Regions from separate parts of the Mus musculus genome. Here regions 2, 3, 4, 5 and 6 are each linked to region 1. Evidence: chromatin contacts called from public promoter capture Hi-C data. All regions are on one chromosome and are shown on one strand. The core of a region is the stretch at or near the end of the contact, and the rest is flanking DNA. Distances in the headings are between cores, read along the strand shown.

Region 1 (3,017 bases), core at 387-2,886:
GCTGTAAAAAATAAATCCATCTAGTTGTGACACTAAAAATGTCCTGAAGTCTGACATGTTAGCCCATATAGTGCCTATAAACTCAGGAGGCTGAGGCAGGAGAATTGCAAGGAATTCAAGGCCAGTTGGGGCAACTGAGTAAGCTACAAGGTAACCTGAGCTAGTGTGAGACAGCGTCTCAAAGCAAGAAACAAACAGATAAACAAAAAAAGCAAAATGTCCTCCTACTTGCCAGCAAGAGAGATAAAATTTGCTGACATTTAATTGGTGCACAGTTTCTTCCCCTAAGCAGTGAGTTGCTCTGTCAGTGTTACTAAAAGAGGACTTTGGGTGTGGAGCATAGAAAGGCAAGATTAAATAACCATACTTCCAAAACTAGCTTGGGGAGGGGAAATGACACCAGAGATAGGGAAAAGGAAACAGAGCTCCAGAATTGAGGAACCAGAATACAACTGTCATAATATGGATTTTTTTCTCGTATTAATTCTTCACTTTTTCTTTTTTTCCCTTTATCAAAAAAAAAAAAGTGATCAAAACACATAATAGCTACCATTCCTGTAAAGGTTTTTGGATTTATTTCCTCAGTTTCATCTAGTATCATCTTTGAACATTTTGTGTAAGTAATGTATGTTGTTTAATAGCTGTACCTTCCTATCACAAAGCCATCTTCGCTGTATCACAAGCAGCATCATAAATCTCCCAGGAGAAGGGACTGGGGAGCAGAGGGAGCAGGGTCCGTAGGTGAATGGGGAGGGGGAGACATGTTACATAGAATCTAATCACAACCACCTCTGGAGGCCTGACATATTAGATTAATAACTATTTACTGTCTAACACTGGAATATGAATGCTACCTTAGTTTACAGCATAGCACAAGGAGACCCCCTGAAATGAAATGCAGAGGGAAATGTGTGAGCTTTTTAGAGCACGAAGTTGGTTTTCACAACCATGTCTGTGAAACAACACAAACGCTCAATAACAGCCAGGCAGATCTACTATTGGATGTGTTCCTTAAAGTCTTATTTTCCTTCTTCAAGTCTGTTAGTAGACTTCCATCCATGAGCAAGTTTTCTTTGACCTTAAGTATTCATTTAGTCCTGGCCTGCCTCTCGGGATTTTCACCTAGGAGGGCTGCTCCAGGCAACTATCCACCACACCCAGATCTCAGCAGGAATCGGGCCCAGTGCTAAGGCCTCCACCCTGGGGGCAAGACACCCAAGATCTGGCCATCCGGGGACAGAGCGCTTGGGAACAAGGCCATGGATAGGAAAAATCCAGCAGCAGATGGAAAGGCCTGGATCCTAGACCCAACCCGAACCCAGAGGACCCCAGGGGTCCCGCTAACCTCAGGTCGGTTACGCTTCTGTAGTAAGTGCTCCAGGTAGAGGTCCGAAAGTGCGGTGCGCATGCTGTTCCCTCCCTCGCCTTCGCTCGACTTGAGCGTCATCTCTCAGGAGCAGAGACAACCAGACGCAGTAGCCGCAGAGCTTTGAGCCCAGGAATCGCAAATCGGGGAACTGCGGCCTGTTCAGAGACGAGCTAGACTAAGGCGGCGGAGGAGGCAGGGATCAAGAGCTGCGCTGAGAGCCAGGAGGGCCAAGCAGAGCAGTACCCACGCTCCGCCTACTCTCCACCCTGGCCCGCCCCTAAGCCCACCCACGCCTTGGCCTTCCTTGTGCTTAGCGATTGGAGAAGGCGCAGTTTAGCGTTGCTTGAAAGCTCCGCTCTAACCACGCCTCTGCGGGCCCTGTCGAGATGCGCAGCCAGCATCCCTGAAAAGATAAAATTCCGAGACAGGAGCTTCCATTCTCTCTCTTACTCGCACGACCTGTGAACTACCGAAGCGGATCCCAAAATGTCCAACTACTGCAACTGCAGCTCTTTTACCAACCACGAGTTGCAACTAGCTGAGTGAACTTTACATCCAGATTGCTCCTGACATCAGGAATCAACCAGCTACCCTGAAGAATGTAGGGGCTCTTAAATTGGTCCCAAGGCCAATGCACCTTTCCAGGTTTAGACTTGTAAAAGTGTGCTGCTGGTACCATCATTTACATTGGTATATGCTATTCAGCGAGGAAAGATGGGACTGCCCTCAAGAGCAAACTGGTTTTATTTACCTTAGGCCAGATCTCCTGTTGTTAATGCCACACAATTTCTAGGAATCAACAGAAGCAAATGGAACAAATAATCTTCAAGAATTGGAGTAAACGCCCTAAACTTCCAAATGGTCTGGAGACTAATGAAAGACTTTCTAAACAAAATGAATGTTTACTGGGTTTAAAGGCTCCTTGGGAATCCTGTCCTAAAATTCAGAGCTTGTATGATTGATAGCTTACACTCTCCCCCGTCCCTAGAAGAATTACTTTTAGGTGGAGAGAGAGGAGAAGAAAAGAGAAGAGAAGAGAAAAGGGGAGGAGAGAAGGGCAAAGGAGGAGATCTTGGTACAGAGGAAGAGAATACACTGAGCAATGTTACAGAATAATCAACTATGTAACACCTCTGTGCCCATATACAAAGGTACTCAATAATAAAAACAGCTAGGTGAGTAAATAAGGCCTTTCATTAACTGACAGTGGAACTGGAAAGGATGAAATTGGAACCTTGGTTTATGTGATACACAATGAAGATGAACCTCAGTTGGCGGACTGCTTAGCTAGCATGCAAAATCCCTGGGTTCAACTCTCAGTAATGCACACACTATTCATGATAGTGCGTGCCTATAATCTTAGCATTTTGGAGGTGGAGTTAATAGGATCAGAAGTTCAAAGTCATTCTCAGTCACTCAGTAAGTTTGAGGGCAACCTAGAATACATAAGACCTTGTCTCAAAACAAAACTAATAATAAGTAAATAAGAAAAAGAACTTTAAAAAATCAGAATATTTTATTCCACTTAAATATATGGATGTTGGAGAGTATATATTTTTAAGGAAAATGTAATTATATATTTTTATAACATGACACATAATCAAGTCTTTTTATTCTTTTTATCATATATATTATTGTATTTATTCAC
Region 2 (3,017 bases), core at 217-2,716, 1.9 Mb before region 1:
ATTACACTGGATGTTTTAAGTGCCCAATTTAATGATGTTCCCTTTGTTCTCTTAACTAATTAAGCTATCTTAAGTCTTTTTGGCTAAAGGTTGTAAGTGCCTGGTTTGATAATACTTTGCTGCCTGCCTCTTCTATTTATGTGCTGTATTATGTTGTTTATTGTTTTACATTTGCTTGCAATATACATAAATGCACTCATTTGAAACCTAAAGTACATATGTGATATATCACTGTTCTATGGGATAGGTTGTCATTTAAGAGAGAAATTGGTATACTGGCTTTTTTCAGAGGGAGGGAGGGCAGGAGGGCAGGAGGGATGGAGGGAGAGAGAGACAGAGAGAGATTGATCAAGACATTGATGGTTTTTAAAAATTATTTCTTTATGTGTCTGTGTGTTTTACTGGGAAATGAACTCAGGTCCTCTGCAAGAGCAACAAATGCTCTTAAGCAGTAAGCTTTCTCTCAGGCCTCCATTGATGCTTTTAAATGATAGGTCTGCTATGCACAATTCTATTTTTTGGTTCACGATAAGAGTAGAAAATTAACACATCCTTTATTTGCTGAGTTCATTTGACTTTTGGATCAATGGATTGCTTTTTTAGAATTTGGAGGATAGGATCCAAGTGTATCACACCATGAAAAACTAAGGAGAAGACAAGAGAATTTGCGAAATGAAAATTAGCTTCTGTTGTACATCTTGACAAATTATTTTCAGGCACGTAATTCTCTACTAGGTGCAAGTATATAATCCTTTATATATAAATTTAATAATGTACACTCCCCCCTTTTGTTCAAGTTCTGGTAGGTAATCATTTGGACTAATTGAGATAGTTCAAAATAAAGTAAAAGGAATCCCTTCTTTGTTTTTAAATACTTGGTATAAATTGAAACACATGCATGTACAATAGCTAATTTAAAGTGCCTTTGGTAGTGCATGTCCTGCTAAAAATCCTTCATGAAAACTCTTTCAAAATCAATGTGTATATGATTGCAGGTGATATGTATATCAATGTGTATATGATTGTAAATAAGCTGTAAACTAGCAAAGGCTCCCACCATGGCAGGACCTGTACTAGCTTGCTCAGTCAGGTCTCATGTTTGTTGAGGAAGTGAGGGGTACGATGCTAATCCTGGCAGCAGAGAAATCCTTTGCATATTTGACTGGCACTGGACCCGCCCCCTCCATTTGCGTCACTCAAGCCCCACCCCCGCAGAATTTAATTCCATACGGGGACTGTTTGGGTAGGCACCCAGCCCTTCTTCCTTGATTGGCTTTTATAGTCCTCCATATCCCTCCTTCAACAGCACTTTGCACATCACTGTGGCTACAGCAGAGCGCTGGGGCGCCTGAGGCGGAAGCGGAGGTGATGAATTGTGATCCCATTGTGGGCTAGGCGCAGCGTAGCGTTAGTCATAGCTGTTCCCCCTCAGCCCTCCCTCAACCGGAAGTAAGGCGGCGCGGCTAGCCGGTCAACATGGCTGCGGGCTCTGCGTCCTCCTTGGGCGGCGGTGCCTGGCCAGGCTCAGAGGCTGGGGACTTCTTGGCACGCTATCGGCAGGTGTCCAACAAGCTCAAGAAGCGCTTCTTGAGGAAGCCGAACGTGGCCGAGGCCGGGGAGCAGTTCGCCCAGCTAGCCCGGGAGCTGCGCGCCCAGGAGTGCCTGCCTTATGCTGCCTGGTGCCAGCTGGCTGTGGCGCGCTGCCAGCAGGCGCTCTTCCATGGGCCCGGGGAAGCGCTGGCCCTCACAGAGGCGGCCCGACTTTTCCTGCGGCAGGAGTGCGACGCGCGCCAACGCTTGGGCTGTCCCGCCGCCTACGGGGAGCCTCTGCAGGCGGCCGCCAGCGCCCTCGGCGCCGCTGTGCGCTTGCACCTCGAGCTCGGCCAGCCTGCCGCCGCTGCTGCACTGTGCCTGGAACTAGCTGCTGCCCTTCGCGCAGTGGGCCAGCCGGCCGCTGCTGCCGGTCACTTTCAGCGGGCTGCCCAGCTGCACCTGCCCCTGATGCCACTGGCCGCACTGCAAGCGCTTGGTGATGCTGCCTCCTGCCAGCTGTTGGCGCGCGACTACACAGGCGCCCTGGCGCTATTTACACGCATGCAACGCCTGGCACGGGAGCATGGGGGCCACCCGGTACAGCAACTCGAGCTGCTGCCGCAGCCGCCTTCTGGGCCCCAGCCACCCCTGTCGGGACCCCAGCCGAGACCTGTCTTGGGCTCGACCTTGCCCCTCCCGCAGCCCCCGGACCACGCCCCAGGCTCTGTTGCGCCTTCACCTGGCACACTCGGTGCCTTTGCTGACGTCCTAGTCAGGTGTGAGGTGTCCCGTGTACTGCTGCTGCTGCTCCTGCAACCACCACCTGCCAAGCTGCTGCCCGAGCATGCCCAGACCCTGGAGAAGTACTCCTGGGAGGCTTTCGATGGCCATGGCCAGGATACCAGCGGCCAGCTTCCTGAGGAGCTGTTTCTGTTATTGCAGTCTCTGGTCATGGCTGCCCAAGAAAAGGACACTGAAGGCATCAAGAAGCTGCAGGTGGAGATGTGGCCACTGCTAACCGCTGAGCAGAACCACCTCCTCCACCTCGTTCTGCAGGAAACCATCTCTCCCTCTGGACAGGGTGTCTGATAAGTCACCTTCTTACCAACTTGTTTTATCTTTGGGGACAGGTGATGAAACATGTGATCTAGCTTCTGTTTTTTTTGTCTGTTTTTGTCTTGTTTTTCTTTTCATTTCTATTGCTGCCATGTTAATTTGGCTTTGTGTGCCTAGCAAGTTACTTAAATTAGTGCCCTCCAATTCCATCCATTATTGCCTCGAATGAGAAAACTTCATCCTTAAGGCTGGAGGAGATTCTACGGAGTAATCTTTCTTTATGCATCTGTCAGTTGCTAGATAATGTTGATTCATTTTCCTGGCTGTTCTAGGTATAGTGCCAATAAACTCAGGAGGACAGATGTTCCTTTGGCGTATTGATTTCCTTTTCTTTTGTTCCTGGTGGGGTGTGGCATCACCAAGAAGTA
Region 3 (3,017 bases), core at 296-2,795, 1.7 Mb before region 1:
GAGAGCTCCTAGCTGGACAGAACTGGTTCCACAGAAAACTGCAAGGAAAAACTCCAACAACTTCCATTCCACTGAAAAGGCCTAGGCTGTCCTAGAAGCACTGCCCTCAGGATGGACTAAGAAAAACCTCTGTTCTTTGCAAGTTGGGGTAGAAAAGAAGGGAAACAATCTAGAAGGCCCGTTTCTGTCACTGGGTTTCTGGGCAACGTCCCTCTCTGATCATCAGGTGCTGTCCAAGCTGACAGTAATCAGAGCTCAGTGACAAGAACCACATCATATAGCCTCAACACAATCAAAAGCCCAGGAGGCCTGGTGCAGAAAGGGCTTTCATTAAAGTCCATCTTGTACTGCCAGGGCCACCTCCCCACCATCTTGGTCATGGCTCAGTTAGCTTTCCTGGAGCTGGCTTGGTTATGGGACCCTCTAAAATGACACATTCCCATCTCCCCCAGAAGACACTTCATGGAAAGGAAAGAACAAAGAGCATTACCGTATACACATCCATTCCAGTATGTCCAACCGGTACTTTGAGGGCCTACACAGCAGCTCCATAATTGTCTTTGGTTCTGTAATATACAGGCCGTCGAGGAAGGGGCAGTTTACACCCTAAACAAGGAAAAGGCAAGTCAGAGGAAGCCGGTTACTGTGGGGTGGCTAAGCATTTCTATCAGTTTGTGCCCCTTCCTGGCCTTGTCAAAAGTTCAAGTCCCTCATCTTCACCCTACATTTGCTCCTGTGACTTGCTGCCCCACCACTTTTAAGTGTGTTCCCTCTGGGTTTCACGGCCATAAAACTAGGAACATGCCTGAGAATGGGTTAAGAAGACTACGATTAAATCTGAGGGGCAGTGGAGGGAGACTGAAAGTGATCACTGAGTCAGTAGCAAGGGGAGATGGGAGGGAGGTTAGCAAGGGGTTCAATGGGCCTGGGATAGCTCCCTAACTTTACACGGTCATGCTCCTCACTGCTGCATGTACCTTAAACCCACCTGGAGGTCACTGTCTCTGACCCAACAAAACGGCAAGGTGTTCAGCCCATCTGTCCCCTCAAACCCAACTCCACCCACTTCCAGCTCTTTGAGATTGGGGCCCGCGTTCTCCATTTTTCATGGGCTCCAAGTCCCCAGCCTCAATCTTGCAATGGTCTGTTGGAACAGCACGAGCAGAGGTCCGAGGACTCCAAAGACCTAAGACAGATGGTCCGCAAGTCGCCCCCCCCCCCAAAGCTTTGCCAGGGCCTGCCACTGTGGACCCCTGTGGTGCGGTCAATGTCCACAGGAAGCTCCAAATGGCACTGGGACGGGGCCCCACCTGGTCCCCTATCAAGGAGCGGTTCCCCTGGCTCACAGTACCTTCAGCTTCTCGAACACCTCTACAGCTGCCTTGACCACGCAGTCATCACCCACATCTTTGTAGTAGCTGTCATCAGACCCGGCACCGGCACCCTCCTCCGCCATGTTTCGCGCTCTGAACTACAACTGGTTCACGCCCCCCAAGCTTACAGGCCGCCGCCACACTGCTAAAAGCTCACCAGTTTCTTAGGTCTCTCCGCCCACCAACCCGCGCGGCAGGAGCGAAGCCAACCATCGGGACGGGCGTCACAAAGGCCCACCCTCTTTTCCAACAAGCCTTCCCATTGGGCTGCCGCTCTGTCACTGCCTGCGCGCACCTCAGGGAGCAGGGTGCAGAGAAGAGGGTTGGGCGAGGATAGGACAGAGGCGGGCTAAAGGCGGGGCTGGAGGGGAGAGGCAGAGAGGAGGAGGCGGGCCGAGTAGGACTTAACCAAAAGCTGAGTAGCTCCTTTTAGAGGCAGAAGTGAGGGACTCAAAGAGGTCGGGCTCATCCAGGAGGAGGCGCTCCTACCTTGTTCAGGTTCTCTTTGGCAGTAGATGGATCCTGACTGATGAAGGCAAGCTTTGATAGAAAAACTAAGACCATTTCTCGGCCCAAAGTTCTGTCTTGTCTCCTTTGCACACAAAGTCAGAGGGAAAGTTCTTAAATTCAAATCTGGCTCTGCCAATCACAGGCTGTGTGACTTTTGTTTTGGTTTGTGTGGTCTGTTTTGTTTGGAGAACTTTGAACCAGGATTTGGCTTTGTAGCCCAGACTGACTTCAAACTTGTGATCCTCCTGCCTCAGCCTTCAATGCACTGTGATAACAGGTAAGCATTACCACACCCAGAAAACTTTGGGCCAGTTACCTAACCTCTCTGTGCTTCCTTGCCCTCAAATAAATGTTGGATAATGAGAGCACCTACTTCATTGGTTTACAAATGAAGATGAAAAGAAGCAATCATTTCTATGAAATTCCTAAGGTGAAGTCTGACAGGTAAATGTTCATTGTTATCATTATGCTGACCAGGCCCCACATCTCCATCCTACCTTTGGCTTTCATGGATGCTCTTGTGTCTCATTCCCACTCAGTCCGCTTAAAAATCTCTCTGTAGCCGGTTGTGGCGGCACACGCCTGTAATCCCAGCACTTGGGAGGCAGAGGCAGGCGGATTTCTGAGTTTGAGACCAGCCTGGTCTACAGAGTGAGTTCCAGGACAGCCAGGGCTACACAGAGAAACCCAAGAAACCCTGTCTCAAAAAAAAAAAAAAAAAACTCTGTATCTCAGATTCAGTGAGAGGCCCTGTTTCAAAAAGTAAGATGTCTCAGCCATTAAGAAATCTTAATGGCTGGTGCTCTTGCAGAAGACCCAGGTTTAGTTCCCAGTACCCATGTGGCAGGTCACAACCAGCTATAACTCCTGTTCCAGAAGACCCAAAGCCCTCTTCTAAACTCCTTGAACACAGCATGCATATGGTGCATAGACATAAATGCAAATAAAGACGCATGCACATAAAAATAAATATTTAAAAATAATGTAGAGAACAACTGAAAAAGATACCCAACAATGACCTTTGGCCTGTATACTCTCACATACTCTTCCCATATATATGTGTGGGAACGCGCACACACACACACACACACACACACACACATAGGGAGAGTTGTTGCTAGCAGGCAACTGAAG
Region 4 (3,017 bases), core at 326-2,825, 1.3 Mb before region 1:
CAGGGCAAAGCCCTGCCTGGCTACCAATCATTCCACTGCCACCTAGTCCCATCCCAACAAAGGCACACAAGCATTCAGGAGGAAAGGTCTTCATTAAGAGTTTACAGAAGCCTAGCTTCTGGAGCCATCAGGGTCTCTAGTAATCCTCTATATGCTGCTGGTCTTTCCTCAACAATGAGGAAGAAGCCATAGCACACGTGTGGCAATGAGAAGATGATTCTGTGGGGTCCTTTTTCTCCTTGCATTTTACAAGAATTCCAAGGATTAAACTTGGTATCCAAGCTTGGAGGCAGGTGCCTTTACCCACTCAGCCATCTGGCTGAACCAGAAGTCCCTATTTTAAATAGAATTTCATGTAGCATATGTAGCTCCCTTCCCCAAACAAAACAAGACAAAACAAAAAAGCCCCCAAGACCCCAACAACAACAACAACAAAAAACCCCATGGCATTCTGGAAGGTCAGAGTCAGCAAATGCTTTGAGAACATAAAGTCCTCTCTCCTCACTGGAACCCAGAGAGAAAAGAGAGCTGGCCTAATGCCATATTCTAGGTCAGTGGAAGAGCAAGGCCTAGAGGTCATAGCTCTTATTCCCCAGAGCTAGTTGTTGGTTTTCTGGTGCTAAGCAGTGCTACCCAGGAGCTAAACCAGCTAACCAAGACTCCAAAGAAAGAACCAGGAAAGCAAAGCCCTAGAAGCTTCCAGTCTTAGAACCCTGGTTCACTCTCATTACAGGGGTTTGGGCTTGTTTGTTGGCCTTTTGGTTAGAATCAAGTATCTAGGTGCTTGGTAGGCGGAAGATCTGGAGGGATCAAGGATTATGGATAGCCAGATGGCGGCGGTGCATGCCTTTAATTAATCCCAGCACTTGGGAGACAGAGGCAGGAGGATTTCTGAATTCAAGGCCAGCCTGGTCTACAGTGTGAGTTCCAGGCTACAGAGAGAAACCGCGTGTTCGACGAGACAGAGAGAAACCGGGAGAGGGAACGCGGGGACACAGCGAGAGACACACAGCGAGAGAGATACTGATAAAGTCTGATTTTCCACCTCCACTAGGGCAAAGCAGTCTAAGAGAGGGAAAACCAAGGAGGAACTGAGTCCAGAAACAGGCTTAGATGGTACATGCAAGGTGGGCCAGGACACGTGGCCTCTTCAAAAGGGCTTCCACAAGGACACTACGGAGGGGACACCTAGCTACTGCGGTCTACCTTCCCAACCCTTCCGGAGGAAGGCACAGAGGAGCCAGATCAGAGTCAATTTCGGCCAACCGCCTCACGGACAGCAGAAGCAACCAGTGAACCCCAGAGTGCAGCCCTCTCCCCGCCCCTCCTATGGCTCGCACAGCCAATCGAATTCCGTGTTTGCTCAAAGAGCCGTTACCCGACTCCGGGTCTCAATTGGGTGTTAAGTCCCTCTGTAAGCCTGCAAATGTCCCACCGCCCATTCACCACTCACCTCCCAAGGACGGCAGAGGAGAGTTGGCTTGAGCATTGCCTTTGCAGCACCGCCAGCAGCTATCGCCACCTTCAGCGCCATGACGAAAAGTGAGGACCTCTACAGGTCAAAACATTAAGCACCGTTCTCGCGACAGTTGGGGACAGCGAGAAATCCGGGGTATGGGTTGAGAAAACGCTAGCATTACGCACGCGCACAGTCACACCGGTTCTTACGCCCCCTTCCGGTGCCTAGAGCACTGTTCCGCCATCTTGGGGAGGGGAAGGCTGAGAAGGAGGGAAGTGCGACCGGTTGGGACCCTGGCTAGGGAAGCGGACACGTCAGTGCCGCCAGCGACGTCACCATGCCCGACCCAGCCCGCCGACGCACGATTGGGTGCTGAGGCCGCTTACGCGTCGCGCTTCCTCGTCTGCTCCGCATGTCCAGGGTGGCTTGCTCTCTTTTCCCCTCGGAAGAGAAGAGGCGATGGCGGCGATGGCATCTTTCGGCGCCCTGGCACTACTCCTGCTGTCTGGCCTATCTTGCTGCTCAGGTAGCGGCCTGGCCGGAGCTTGTTTCGGGGCGCGCCCCTGCTGTTGGCAGGTGGTGCTGGGGGGAGGAAGGGTGTGCGCGAGGTGGGGATCTGGCCCTTCCCGGGGCTCGTCGCTACTGACGGGATCTTCCCCCGATGGGTGTTGTGTCGTGGCGACCAAAGCACCACACACACGTTTACCCGACAGCCAGGTTGCTTCCTTGTCTGCTTTTGGGAGAACCCCCAAAGCAGTACCATGCTCCGACCACCAGCTCCAGCAGGGAAGGTGATATGTATGTCCCTGGTTCCTGTGTCAAAAGGTAGTCGCACAAGAGCAGTGCTGGCAGCTACGAACCAATGCTGCATAGGCCAGGCTTCCCCAAGAGAAACCTAAGAGAGGGAGGCAGATCAGAGTAAGGGCACTAGGCGAGTTAGATAGGGAACCGATGAAGTGAGCAAGGGCTTTTAGTGCCCAGAGCCTCGACTTTTTGTGACGCCTTGGTATATCCCACCCCAAAGTTCATAGCAAAATTGAACCGTGCACAGACCCGTTGATATTTGTGAGACATCTGTAACGTGGTAGTGGGGCTGAGCTCAATCTGGAGTGCCGGCATGTGTTTTGAAAGATGTTAGCACCTCAGACCTGAGAGCCTGAACTAAGGACGATTTGGTTTCTGTACATACAGGTAGCCTCTGGCCATCCCTTCTACCCACCCCTCAGAGAATCCTTCAGTCTGTTGCTAGCAGTGTCTTAAAAAGACAAACCTGGCTGTAACATCTATTAGGGGTTCCATAGTGTCTACAGGGAAAGGCCCAGCTGAGCAGGTCACAGAAGGGTTGGTGGAATATGGCCTTGAGAGCCATTCCCAGGCATTTTCCTCCTGCCATTTATGCCGGTACAAGGTCTTCTCTAGCTTAATCGGTCATTCTTTCAAGACATCACATTTGGAGAAGAGTTGGATGAAAACTTTTCCTCAGGGGTGTTTAGTTTACAGGGGCAGGTTTGGTGTTTGGGCCCAGAATTTACTTCTCTCAGGAAACACTAGAACCAGT
Region 5 (3,017 bases), core at 365-2,864, 1.2 Mb before region 1:
AGCCCCAGCACTTCTTTTCCCTTAGGGCAAGGAAAAGGTCCTGAAGGCTCTTGGGCAGTCAACCGGCGACTCAGGCCAATCCCCCGTACTACATGTGCAGAAAGTGCCAAGAGGCTACCAGAGAAGGACTCAAAGCTTTCTGCCCTAAAGACAGAGCAAGGGAAGCAAGCAAGGAACAACATGTGGCTCCCATAAGGGAGGGGACAGAGGCCAGGCTTTAGATCAGCTATACCTGCAGATAGGCTCCTCCCAATTTGCAAGGGCTTGGGTTTGGGGAAGGAGGCACTAGTTAACCCCTTCAATCTCTCTCTCTCTCTCTCTCTCTCTCTCTCTCTCTCTCTCTCTCACACACACACACACACACACACACACACACACACACACAAAAGACACACTGAGCCCTCCAGTCTGCTATGGGGGGCGGGGTGGGGGAACTCAATTGTTAAGGCACCAGATTAGGAAAAGAAATAATTTGAAGGAAAAAAAAACTACAAAAATTCACAACTGGTACAATACCCCCATGTGTGTGTAGGGGGGGGCAGTATAGTCATCATGCCATTCGTATTTGCCACGAGGGTCTCATTAGTCTGTTAAAAGCCTGCACCTTAAAGAATGCTTCCCTCTTTTTTTCTGGGTGTAGAGAACGGATCTGTGATCTAAATATTATCTTTTCTCCCGAACGAGCATGGGCGCTGGAGATGAGGACTATCGCAGGAGGGGGGAGGATTCCGCCTGCGCCAAGAGAACACATCCGCTGCCGCGCCAGCCCCAGCCCACTGGGTAACGGTGTACGTCTGAAGTCACTGTCGCCCGCGACATCCCCTCCCCCTCACCAGTCGGAGTAGAGGGTTTCTCTAAGTACCGAAATGCAACCTTTAAACACAGAAGAGTACGGGGGTGTAAGAACGGGGGTTGAAAAATCAGGGAGAAAGCAAAGATGGCAATAAGTGCAAAGAGAGAAGGAAAACACATCAGGGGAGTGAGATAGGAAAAGAGAAGATAGGGAAAAGAAGGGTTAGGAGAGAGATGGAGGGAAGACTTTGAGAAACCCAGGGCGGTAGCACTTACCAGTGTTGTACACGTGTAGTTCGTCCACTATCCCCTCGTTGCCGCCGCCAAACACCACTATAAGCTCCTTGATAGCCACTGCACGGTGGCCGTGGCGGGGTCGGGGCACGGGACCCGACCAGCCCACCACCCGTTTCCAGCGGGGCTGCAGAAGCACCGCTGGCAAGTTTGCGGGAGACACAGCCGAAGCCATAGTTCCGGTTAAGGATGCAGTGGGAAGAGGTCACTGAATGGGAGGATACCCTTAATTCTTCACACACCCCCTTTCGTCTAAGGCAGCTCTCACGAAGAAGCGGCTCCTTACACAGCGGTGGACGACTCCATGGAGGCCGCCATCTTAACTATCCTCCTTCCTTTGGCTCTTCCCCCCCTTCTCACTCAGCTCGTATCCTTAAAAGCTTCTCAGAACTGCAGAGCACCTATTCCCGAGAAGCTGGAGGCCACTGAGCGCCGTCGCTCTAACTATTTGCCTGGGTGTTCCCGCTTAGAACCTCGAGCAGGAGGCTCTGGGAGCCGCCATCTTGAGCCGCCTCTCTCTCCTCCCTTCCTCAGTCGTAGCCCTCCCCCGCCGGAAATGGCGGAGCCCCGGCCCGGTTCCCACACCCCCCGTCCCCAGCACTGGCTGGCTTCCGGGGCGGGTGGAAAAGAGCCACAAATGCCGCGGTTGTCTCAACTTCGCCGACAGTCAGACCACAATTGTGGAAGCCGCCATCTTGAAACCGTCCTGCTTCCCCACCCAGCACTTAGTACAACCACCGATCGCAGAACCCCAACGTTCCTAAGTAATAAAGGCGTGTCAGAGGCTGGCGGAACGGGCTCCAACTCTCAGTTGCTGCTCGAAGCCCCGACCCGTATGGCTCGAGAGGTTTTGCACCTCTCCCTTGAGTCCGCCTCTGCTATTCAGGCTGTGGCGGCCGCCCTGGGAGCCGCCATCTTGAGACTAGCTTCTCTTCCCCCCCCCACCCCACCTATCCTCTTCTTCCTGGACAGTTCTTCCACAGCAAACCAAACGCAAGGCAGCGTCCAATCCTCGCTTCCCTCCTTAAGACTCCTTCCCACAGGAGCCGCTCGAAAGAGCAGGAGTTAAGACCCGAAGTGACAATTGTACGGCAGAAGAAGCGGTAACGGCAGGGCGATCATGCCTCCTCCCTGGGAGCCGCCATCTTGTGTGAAGAAGTAACAACTAAACATGGCGGCTATCGGGCGAGGGGGCGGGGTCAGAAGACGTCACCTTTCCCCCTCCTCCCCGCCTTCGCACGTCTTTGACTCTGGTCTCAAGCCTCTTAAAGGACCCAAAGCTCATAAAGAATTAAAAGCTTCTTTAAAAACCAGTGCGTTGTCTATTTGCGGGCGAGTTGGTGCTCTGTGCAGTAAGCTAGAGACAGTAGAGTTCAGGTCAGGTGCAGTAGTGCCCCGCCCTGCACTCCCCCCCACCAGGGCTCTTCCACGCCTCCACTCTGGGAGTCGCCATCTTGCCACTTCCCCACGCCCGGTCGTCTGCGGGCGTCAATAGCGAGTTTCAGCACAAAACAAAGATGGCCGCGGCATCTAGGGATGCCCGGATGAAAATCTAACTCCGTTCAGTCGCTTGGCCACGCCCCCTGGGAACTGTCTCCCAGGTCGCTGATGGGACACAAACCAGAGAAATGGCCTTTAACTAGCAGTGGCGGCATGACACATGGTAGTTAAGGGTGGCAAAGAATACTGCGATTGCACCCTTTGCTGAGAAGCATCTCTTTTCCCGCTCCGAACACTCTGCGACACTTAGAACCCAGCTACAGCGGGTAGCTGCAGGCGGGGCCAGAGCGGAAGGTGACGCCATGAGCTCACAGGGGCGGAGCTGCTGCCCGCTCCCAGGAGCGCCAGCAACACCCCGAGGCGTCTCCACATCCGCCCGCGCCTCCCGAAGGACTCGGCCACGCGCTCTGAATTGCAGCGCACCAGGCTAC
Region 6 (3,017 bases), core at 257-2,756, 1.0 Mb before region 1:
ACCAAGAGTACATATCTGCCTGACTATGAGTCAGGAATATCAAATTTGTGGTGGAGCCCATTTTTGTTTTGATCAACCTATACCCGAACATACAAGGAACCAGCATAGAGGTATCCCCTAACAAGCTTTGCCCTTCAGGGGTCCATACTGAACAATGTCATACCAGGGTCTCTCTTGTGAGAGGGAATCTTTTTTAGACTCCATGATGACTTTAAACCTTTAGTGCAAAACCTCAGAAACATTGCCACTGCCACATAAAAGTCACCTGTGTTTTATTTTCAGTGATTCAGCCATAACCAAACTAAAAAGAGAATGAACTTTCAAAGATAAGTGACAGGAGTCACAGCGATGCGATGATCTCGCCCCATTTGGTACTGGCGATCCTGAGCGCTCCAGGACGAAGAGAGCCCGTTACATACAACGTCCCATTCCACTTATGTAACTGGATGATCGCTGGCGAAGGGAGGGGAGGGAGGGTGGGAAGACGCTCATATTCCGAAGCCACAGCACAGCATCCCCAAAGAACCAGAGCACCCTGCGGGCATGGTCTCACGGAAGAGCTTCGAGTGCTGAGGAACGCACAGTCCCTTGCCCACGGTTCCTGATGAGAACTACAACCATCTCTTTATGATGAGTTGTGGGACCTAGGAACATAATGTCTAGTCCTTTTTGTGGGTGGACAATAACCCTCAACTTGTTCCTGCCAAGTGGGGAATGGAGCTGATGGACCGACTCGCTTGCAGTGGGGGCAAAAAGTCACGGAATGGGAGAGGAGGAGGAGGGAGCAAAACCCAGAGATGGGGGTAAGAGCTCAGGAGCCCTTGTGGCGCACTCTCCCAACGGGAGATGGACTGCGCACGCGCGCCAGTCTGTGTGTGTGAGGGGGGAGCAAGTAACGGGAGTGGGGGCGCGCGAGGGAGAAGGGGACAGCGCGATCCAGGGAGAGGCCGGGACCGCGGGCGCGCGACAGTGCCGAGGCCCAAAGCCCCAAGAAGGGCAGGAGCGCGCGCAGCCCCAACTGGCGAAGCCCAGACGACAAGGGCGCTTGCACAGCTGGGGCCTAGGATGCGCACAGATGGGGCGGGCAGCGGGAGGGCGTCATTCGAAGGTGGCTCCAGGGAGATCGCGCTGAGAACCGTCGCTCGCGATTGCGGGAGACGAGTGGAGAAAGCCACCACCGGCGGCAGAGGGAGGGGGAGGGTAGAGAGGAGGGACGCCATCCGCCAGCCGTGTCGCCCGACCCCGCGGGCCCCTCCCGCGCCACGTCCCGCCCCTACCCGCCCCCCAGCAAGGGTCCCCGCCCGCGGCCTTGGCGGTCCCACTCACAGTCTCTCCTCCTCGCCTCCTCCTCCTCCTCCGCTCGGCGCGGCGGCGGCGGCGGCGGTGGCGGCAGCGGCGGCCATTTTCCGGACGGGTTTTACCACAGCCCTCTCTCCGAGAGGAGGGAGCGCGCGCGCAACCGATGCCGGGACCCCGCACGGCAGACGTCGCGCCCCGCCCTCCCGACCAGCCTGTGTGCTGCTGCACCTGCGCGCCCGCGCCCCACCCCTTGCTCTTTGTCGAGATTACCCTTCATTGGTTGTGGAGCCCAGGCTGGGGCGGAGCCTTAGCGGTGACGCCCTCAATTGGCAGGAGTTCCTGTCTGTTTAGGCAGGGAAAAGAGGCGGACCCCATTCAGCTGCGGATTGGTGGAGTTCTACTGTCACTTGGAAAAAAGAGGCGGCTAGGGCACAGAGGGGCTGGTTTTGTGGGCAGCATTTGAATGTTGAGGATTAACTGGGCCCTTGTGGACTCTGGCGCTTAAGGAAGTCTAGGCTCTTGGCGCCTATTAGAGCCTCCCTGCTGAGTAGTTCACCATTGTGATAAGCATTTGACTTCACCAGCATTTCTTTATTATCATTTTCTGTAGAAGTAGCAAAGTTGCCTGTTGAGGAGCCTGGCGTTGTTCCAAGCCAAGGGACTTGTTTTAAAGGGTCTACTGATTGTATTATTACACTAAATTAGCAGATGTCGCACTCTTAAGGCTGACAGTAAAATCAACATATCAAACCTTGGTCTTTGCAGACGTTTATAATGGGCAGATGGTGTGTGCCAAGCCCATAAGAGATCGGTCTGTCATTGTTGAATCAGATGGTTTGATGGAAGTACGTATAAAAGGGAGTGAGGCCAGAGGGAGCATTGTCAAAGCAGCCTTACCCTGATACCAGTCAGCATCCAATGCTCTTTGTGCTAAACAAATGCTCAACAAGAGACTTTCTTTCTTTGTTTGTTTTTTAAACACTATGCAACAAGAGACTTTCTGATTCAAATTTGGCTCCCCTCTCTATTCATTTATTTGCTAGGCACTGTTTTAGTACTGAACAAGGAGACAAACTAGACTCCTGGTAAGGAAGAGTCATACTAAACATACAAGAAAGTAGAACTTAAAATTTTGCACAGAGATAAAGACTTTGAAATAGATAGGGCAAGGACAAAAGAAGTGCTATTATGATACCCTCTAGCTTTTGCCCTCATGTCGTCTCCCAATATGGGTAATTGGGGAAAACATTCTAGGCAAGTTTAAACACTCTAAGGAAGGACTATGCCTGCCTTACTAAGGAGGCCAGTGTGACTGGAGAGAGACCTAGGCCACCAAAAGAACTAGGAGATTATTTTGAGATGAGAAGCCCTTGATAAATATTTGAGTCACTAGCTGTCACCATAAAACCTATGTTGCCAGTGAAGAATGAAGAACTGGCTGGTCCAGAGGTCCTGGCAGCAGTTGAAGAAAGATAGATGATGAAGGCTTTAACCAGGACAGTAGCAGTTGAAATCTGATAAGTTGTGATAGTTAAGATTTATGTTAAAAATTGAGCCAAAAGTATTGGATATCAGATGGAAAGAAAGAAAAAAAATAAGGATGATGGCTGACTTTGGGACAGGATCACCTAAGTGAATATCTTACTACAGTGGGGGAAATCTAGAGGATTTCCCATATGGCCATTCTAAACCATTTGTAATTCTAGTCTCAGGGAATC

Evidence for each region. Promoter capture Hi-C pulls out the DNA fragments that hold promoters and counts their contacts. Capture Hi-C pulls out chosen DNA fragments and counts their contacts.
Region 2: a promoter capture Hi-C map of erythroid cells shows a contact between it and region 1, with 22 times the contacts expected there. The contact joins the promoter of F8a here to the promoter of Mpp1 in region 1. A contact is called at or near these places in 2 of 39 promoter capture datasets (erythroid cells and pre-B cells).
Region 3: a promoter capture Hi-C map of erythroid cells shows a contact between it and region 1, with 28 times the contacts expected there. The contact joins the promoter of Haus7 here to the promoter of Mpp1 in region 1. A contact is called at or near these places in 2 of 39 promoter capture datasets (erythroid cells and pre-B cells) and 2 of 9 other capture datasets (adipose tissue and liver).
Region 4: a promoter capture Hi-C map of erythroid cells shows a contact between it and region 1, with 36 times the contacts expected there. The contact joins the promoter of Idh3g here to the promoter of Mpp1 in region 1. A contact is called at or near these places in 2 of 39 promoter capture datasets (cranial neural crest and erythroid cells).
Region 5: a promoter capture Hi-C map of liver shows a contact between it and region 1, with 2.6 times the contacts expected there. The contact joins the promoter of Hcfc1 here to the promoter of Mpp1 in region 1. A contact is called at or near these places in 1 of 39 promoter capture datasets (erythroid cells), 2 of 115 datasets of contacts at active chromatin or transcription factors (astrocytes and large pre-B cells) and 1 of 9 other capture datasets (liver).
Region 6: a contact with region 1 is called in a promoter capture Hi-C map of erythroid cells, with 37 times the contacts expected there. The contact joins the promoter of Mecp2 here to the promoter of Mpp1 in region 1. A contact is called at or near these places in 3 of 39 promoter capture datasets (the HPC-7 cell line, erythroid cells and second pharyngeal arch cranial neural crest).

What each region holds. Positions count from the first base shown.
Region 1 is chrX:75,129,380-75,132,396 of GRCm38.p6, forward strand. Mpp1 (membrane protein, palmitoylated) reads right to left here and starts at 1,637. Exons shown (of 12, transcript NM_008621.3): 1 at 1,346-1,637. The coding sequence starts at 1,447.
Region 2 is chrX:73,226,840-73,229,856 of GRCm38.p6, forward strand. It overlaps F8a (factor 8-associated gene A), which reads left to right and starts at 1,467. Exons shown (of 1, transcript NM_007978.3): 1 at 1,467-3,017. The coding sequence starts at 1,477. The coding sequence ends at 2,622.
Region 3 is chrX:73,457,484-73,460,500 of GRCm38.p6, forward strand. Haus7 (HAUS augmin-like complex, subunit 7) reads right to left here and starts at 1,546. Exons shown (of 10, transcript NM_028633.3): 1 at 1,352-1,546; 2 at 491-606. The coding sequence starts at 1,456.
Region 4 is chrX:73,785,322-73,788,338 of GRCm38.p6, forward strand. Idh3g (isocitrate dehydrogenase 3 (NAD+), gamma) reads right to left here and starts at 1,576. Exons shown (of 13, transcript NM_008323.1): 1 at 1,454-1,576. The coding sequence starts at 1,534. It overlaps Ssr4 (signal sequence receptor, delta), which reads left to right and starts at 1,702. Exons shown (of 6, transcript NM_001166480.2): 1 at 1,702-1,985. The coding sequence starts at 1,919.
Region 5 is chrX:73,964,743-73,967,759 of GRCm38.p6, forward strand. Hcfc1 (host cell factor C1) reads right to left here and starts at 1,615. Exons shown (of 26, transcript NM_008224.4): 1 at 1,069-1,615. The coding sequence starts at 1,261.
Region 6 is chrX:74,084,184-74,087,200 of GRCm38.p6, forward strand. Mecp2 (methyl CpG binding protein 2) reads right to left here and starts at 1,507. Exons shown (of 4, transcript NM_010788.4): 1 at 1,327-1,507.